Regions from separate parts of the Mus musculus genome. Here region 2 is linked to region 1. Evidence: chromatin contacts called from public HiChIP or PLAC-seq data. All regions are on one chromosome and are shown on one strand. Each heading gives the region's core, a stretch centred on a gene start, on an enhancer-like site or on the middle of the called end of the contact. The rest is flanking DNA. Distances are from core to core; before and after follow the strand shown. Region 1 has its middle 17 kb from the start of Lgals9. Region 2 holds the start of Wsb1 (WD repeat and SOCS box-containing 1).

The links. HiChIP or PLAC-seq counts read pairs in DNA pulled down with a chosen protein or histone mark.
Region 2: a contact with region 1 is called in an H3K27ac HiChIP or PLAC-seq map of embryonic stem cells, with 9 read pairs. The contact joins the promoter of Wsb1 here to the enhancer-like site in region 1. A contact is called at or near these places in 1 of 39 promoter capture datasets (embryonic stem cells), 1 of 484 Hi-C or Micro-C datasets (embryonic stem cells), 22 of 115 datasets of contacts at active chromatin or transcription factors (the 230-238 cell line, the SCID.adh cell line, T-cell acute lymphoblastic leukemia and 12 more) and 4 of 9 other capture datasets (adipose tissue, embryonic stem cells, liver and 1 more).

What each region holds. Positions count from the first base shown.
Region 1 is chr11:79,000,805-79,004,036 of GRCm38.p6, forward strand. No RefSeq gene overlaps it. Among named protein-coding and RNA genes, the nearest start is that of Lgals9, 17 kb to the left of the region's middle. Within about 2 kb of position 1,812, at least 150 of the 459 cell types and tissues checked have an H3K27ac peak or open chromatin away from gene starts, as enhancers often do. A contact at or near this core is called in the 230-238 cell line, the SCID.adh cell line, T-cell acute lymphoblastic leukemia and 6 more, where this site is marked.
Region 2 is chr11:79,253,284-79,256,355 of GRCm38.p6, forward strand. Wsb1 (WD repeat and SOCS box-containing 1) reads right to left here and starts at 1,412. Exons shown (of 9, transcript NM_019653.3): 1 at 1,070-1,412. The coding sequence starts at 1,109.

The DNA of each region.
Region 1 (3,232 bases), core at 562-3,061:
CTCTTAACCACTGAGCCATCTCTCCAGCCCCCTAAGCTATTTCTGATTGGTAACTAAAGATGCCAGGAGAGACATAGATGGGGTTTAGGTTTCCAGAGCTTGGGATTGGAGGAGAGATGAGGAGGAAGAGGAAGAAGGCAGGAGAAGCTGCCATGAGTTAGGGGTCAAGAGAACGTGGCCCTTAGGGTCGCTCAATTGGATTTAAGAACAGTCCAGATGAAACATAATAAGTAACCCTCAGGGTCATCAATAGGAAAATAGATTCTGATAGCGTGGAGAGTAGAGCTGCCCAGGTGTTGTGCTGTTTTAAGGCTTATTGTCAATATAAGTCTTAGGCCTTGCTTTGTCTTTCACCCAGGAATTTAAATGGCCTAAGGTGGGGTAGAAACCTTAGGCCAGCCAGGATTTAAATACTTTCTACAACATTTACCCCCTGAGCCACTTTGCTGCCTCTAGGCTATGGCTCTTCTGAGTCCTGCCGTGAAAAAATATTGAGCATTAGTTACACCTGGGAGGAGTGCAAGCTGACTGGGAAGTGGCACAGGGGACCCTTCTGAGGGGAGGACTCCCATCAGTGAGAAAGGTGTTAATCACACTAGGCAAGAACAAGACCATTACCACCTTTTATAAAAAAAAAAAATTTTTTTTAAAGATTTATTTATTTTTTTTATGTATATGAGTACACTATTGCTCTCTTCAGACACAGCAGAATTGGGCATCAGATCCCATTACAGATGGATGCGAGCCACCATGTGGTTGCTGGGAATTGAACTCAGGTTCTCCGGAAGAGCAGTCAGTGCTCTTAACCACTGAGCCATCTCTCCAGCCCCAAGATTTATTTTTACTCATGTGTACAAGTGTTTTATCTGCATGCATGCCTGTTTGTGCAGCGCCCATGGATATCAGAAGAGGGTGTGAGATATCCTGGAGCTGGAGTTAGGGACCCTTGTGAGCAACCATGTGGATGCTGGGAATCAAATCCAGGCTCTTTGCAAGAGCAGCAAGCTATTAACTGCTGAGCCATCTCTCCAGCCCTAATATACACATACATGTATGCAATGTATTACAAATTGTGTAATATATTGCACATACATGTATATGTATGTATACACACACATACACGCACAGATCTTGCCCCACCCTCCATCACCACAAAAACCAAAATTCATGCCTTTCTGTATATGAGCAGAGACAGCAATGACCTAGAGCTGTCATCGTCTCTACTGTTATCCCATAATCTCAGAGAGGATTAGCCATAACCCAGAAAGCACCTAGTGAGGGACTGGGGGCCAGATGCCTGCAGGCTGACAGTCAGGGGTAACATGTGGGGCTCACTGCGTCACTAGGACAGGCTGTCCTCTTTCTCACTGCCCCCAGAAGCTCTTCTTCCAGCTTTTGGTTTGTGGGGACAGTGTATCATTCTGAAGCCCTGGATAGCCTCACACTCATAGCAATCCTCCTGCCGCAGGTTCCCAGCTGTGCCTCTTTTGGTGTTTACGTCTGTGTCTTGTACTCACTGGGCAATGTTTCATTCGAATGTTCACAGGGAAATCAAACCACTGTCACAATGTTTGAGCCCAATTTGAAGCAAGCTTTATTAAATACTAGCCAGGAGGATGGACACTAGCTAGGCCCATACCCAGGATTTCCAGAGAATGGCCACAAATGATGTTAGTAATTTTGGGCAGGTCAGGAGACTCCAGGTCCAGTACAGCATGAACCTGAAGTTCGGTAGGCCCAGCCTTCCTGCCTGAACAGCTGCTGAGTCATGCTTCTTGCCTGGGGAAATTGAAACTGATCCTGTGGGAAGCAGACACCTGGAGGGGTGTGGCGAAGGGAGCTAAGATTCCCTTACAAGGCAGAACAAGGACATAGGCTCATCAGGGTCTGCCCTTTGGTTCCCTCTCCAATCCTCCCTCCTTCTGGGACAAGTCTACAGGGAGAACCGGATGCTATGGAGAACTTCTTAAGGATATCAGCTGATTTCTGGGAATGGAGTGTGGGGGAGGGAACAGATGAAGCAGCTGCGTCAACTCTCCCCACCTTGAGGCTGTAACAAGCCTTAAGCAAACACATCAGCTGTAGCTAGGAAGGGACAGTTAGCACAATGTAGCTCCAGCCGCCTCAGCAATTGCAACCGGGCTGTGTGGTTGTAGGACATGGCTGGAAATTGACATTTTCTCACTGTTGTCCCCTCCAAGCTACACATTTAGGATGCTGTGAGGGCTAGGGTTTTGCTTTAAGTCTTAATTACCAAGCTTAAAGATCTATAAAACAAAAACCTCTCTAACTCATGAGCCCTGCTTGCCCAGAGACAGATAACTTCCTAGAATACTGGACACTGTGGCTCATTGGAAGATAAGAAGCCATATCATATATCTTTACTTCTGAAAGCAAGTCGGTTGGCCCAGCTGCACAGGATGTGTTTGATCAGATGTAAGCTGTAGCTGCTGAGGCGGGACGCACATCAGGATGTATGTTTGCCTCCAGTTGGACAAAGGCAGGAAGTATGTAGTCCTGTGGGGTTTGTCTTTATAAGCACCCGACTAACGTCATTTGTGGCCACTCTCTGAGAATCCTGGGTATGGACCTGGCTAGTGTCCATCCTCCTGGCCAGTATTTAATAAAGTTTGCTTCAAATTGGGCTCAAATGTTGTGACAGTGGTCTTATGCTCACCTGATTGGGTCAACAATGCATCTTAAAGAATGACTCATGTATCCAGCACAGACGACCATAGGTACTGGGTGCCAGGTCAAGGTTAAGGTCAGGGAGAAGGCCAGCTCCGGAGCCTCACAAGCCCTCCAGGAGTCTACTCTACCCATGAAGAGTCTCTGCTGGAGGGAGCGCCGTGCACAGTTCTCCCACCCTGGGATTAAGGGGATCTTTCCTTTCAAGGGGTAATAAAATAGAATCATTTGGGTTGGGCGTTATGGTGATGGAAATTACTACCTGCTGCGAAGGAAGTGAGTTTGCTCCAGGTCTGAGGAGAGTCTGTGCATGGAGCCTTGGCAGTTAGGTGAAACCAGGCAAGCATTCTAGTCTCAATACCTCTGTTTTCTCACTGTAAGTCAAAACTGGTGGCAGGTCTACTTCCGAAGGGGACTGGGGGTTAAGGAGCAGCTGGTTGTCAGGCGCTCAGGCGGCGGAGTGGGCATGCTGGGTTTTCTGTCATTTGTTTTTTCCTGGCCTGGCTATGGTAGTAAGGTGGTCTTCTGAGAAGGGTGGGTCTGG
Region 2 (3,072 bases), core at 162-2,661, 250 kb after region 1:
CATCATGAGTCATCACTGAACAAGGCTAACCAGATTCAAGTTCTTCCTCACATTCCATCCTCCGATTTCACGACCAGAAAGGAAGTGTGACAGTGCCTTGTTAAAGAGGGTAGTAGCTCAGTTATAGCCTGACCTGGAACTCTTCACACACTCATGGAGTCCTGCCCCTACCTTTAGCATGGACATGAAAATCCAATTGACAAAACTGTAAAGTCAGTGTCTACTGACGATAATTTTGTTCAACGAATGTCATCCAATGGGCTCAAAGGTGACTCCTTTGAGAGAATTTAAATAATGCTAAGTGCTTTAAAGGGGCCAACGGGCAGGTCTGGCCCACGCCCTTCCACTCCCCATTGTCCAGGCTTCAGCCAGACGCGTGACAGGTCTAGCCACGGCTACATCCTCTGTACAATAGCCCTCCTTCAGCCATTCCACCTATTCTCACGGCTCCTTCCACCCCCACCCCCCCGTGTAGGTGGGCAACATATTCCCTCCTTAGAACCCTTCACTTTCATAACGCCATCCTTTAAAAAACACTAAAACTTTTTTTTCTACGCCGCTGACACCTCTCCAGGTCCCTTTCTCAATAGAGTACCGGACATACAGATGCTGCTGTTCCTGCTGCGCCTCAAAAAACACAAAAGTTCACAACTTCTTCCCACCAAAGAGAGCCTAGGATAGACCACTTAGCCTATGCTAGTAACTCTCCAGGTCCATTCGATATCCAAGACACAGCCGGGAGAATCCCAGGACGTCCGATCCGCACCCCAGCTGTGATGGTGTCACTAGGGTTTGCCCGGCGCTGAGCAAACTCGGGAGGCCCGCTCTGGGTCCATTCACTCCCGGCCGACGCCCATCGCGGGACCGCTTCCTCCCGCCACGCAGCGTCAGTCCTTGCTCCTCTCCATTTCTCCGGAGCCCGGGCATCCGGTCCCCCGCGCTCGTGGGCCTTGGCATCGGACTTCCCCGTTCTCCCATCCCCCACCCCCGTTTTCCCCCCGGGCCCCGGAGCCAGCCCCTTCACGCTCTGCCGGTAGACCCCGCGCTCCCCCTCCATCCCGAGCCTCACCGATCTCTTTCTCGTTAACCCTCGGGGGAAAGCTGGCCATCTATGGGGCACCGTCTGATTCCGGGAACTCGATTCGGACGCGACAACAGAGAAGGGACTCAGCGGGGGCTGAGGGGCGTGACGCGGGCTCAGGCTCTCCCGGGTGTGGAGACTGCAGAGAGAGCGCGGGCGGCCGCTGCGGCTTCTGCGGACTGCCCGGAGGAAATCACCGGAATGCCTGGAACAAAGCCACCGGGTCACACTCAGACAAAAGAGCCGGCGCGCCTTCCACTCACAGACTCACACAGCCCGCCAATGCTTCCGCCGCCAAACCAGACACTGAGACAAGATGGCGGGCGGCACTGATAATATCTGGGAGGCGGGGTGTAGTGGGTGACGTCAGACCATCAGGCCCCGCCCCTCGACGCAGGGGACGTGATGGTCTGGATTCACGGACGGGCGTGAGCCCTCAAAGCGCGACCTGCGGGCATTTTCGAAGTCGAAGGCTCATTGCCAAGGGCAAGCCCGGGATTATATAATGCACGTGACCGAACCGGAAAGGGCAAAGTAGACGTTTCACGTGCTTAATCCCTTTTAGCTACGTCTCTGGCTCCTTAGTACCTGGGAAGTGAAGGTTGCGCTGAAGAAAGATATGATGGAAACTAGCATAGTGGTGTCCAATTGGTCAGGACAGAACAAACTGGTTTTAGGAAAGACTCAGTTGATGAAGGAGACCCAGGGTGATGGGCACCTCTGAGGCCTCCCCAAGACTGCCTCTGTTCTAATTGGTCCCTAAAGTCAGGTCTCCTGAAGAGCTGGCCAATATGACCTCTACCTCAGAATCTGCCCTTCTTCCACAGAAGTTGAGGTCTCTAGGAAGCAGCTAGCTATTCCACATCATTGTTTGGGTGTGCCCCACATCTCAATCTAAGTACCATCTATAAATGATGTCATTGCATTTTAGTGGCCCTTGCGGGACTCTTTCTTCCAAAGGATAACAGATAACGGCTTAGATTTTCTCAGATACTCCTGGAAGACAGAATTGCCCAGCATAACTTTAGATCTCAAACACCATAGGTAGTGCATGTACTGTGTGCATGTCCCTTTGCCCAAGGTAGAAATTCTTAAGATCATGATGATTAATAGAAATAAATCATCCCCTTCTTTAAAAAAAATTACTTGGTTACTGCTTGACAATATGTTTGTCCAGAACTTCATGCACGGCAATGGTGCTGCCTGACGAACAGTAGAAGGAAAAAGAAAATTCAATCTTGTCAAATACAGACCATTATTGTCCCCTAATGTTTTTAGCTTATTTATTTATTATGTGTGTATGAGATATGTGCATGTTTTTGAGTCTTTTTTTTTTTTTGAGAGTTCATGTGTCTTAAATGCTTCTGTGTGAATGCAGGCATTCAGAGGTCAGATGACATCCTAGGATATGAGTCCTCACCTCCCACCTTTCCTGAGACAGGGTCTCTCATGATTTCAGTGCTTGTATACCATGCTAGCTGGCCCTGTAACTTCCCGACTCCCTGACAGCCCTGTTAGAGTGAAGGGATTGTAGAGTAGTAGTCTGTAATCTCCTGCCTTCTGCTTTAACCTGGGTTCTGGGCTTTCGAACGGTCAGGTTTGCATTTTCACCTCTGAGCCATCTTCCCAGCTATTTTTTTTTTGAGTTTTCATACAAAAATATGCAGATTTCACAAACTTGCAGGGCTGGAGGAGGGGGGTATAGCTCAGTTAGTAAAATATTTGTCTAGTATACAGGAACCATGGAGTCCAGCTCCAGTTCCTCAGAAACCTAAAGCAAATGGTACATGCTCGAAAGCCCAGCTCTTGGCAAGCAAAGGCACAAGAATCAAGAACTTAAGATCACTTCTGCTATATAGCAAGTATGAGGCCAACCTGGCTCCAAGACTCTTATCTTCAAACAATCTGGAAGGCTTCAGGAATTCGTGAGTCAGCCTTGCTCGGGAGTTATGCTGATTTGTTTGGTTGTTGGTTTGGTTTGGTTTTTTGAG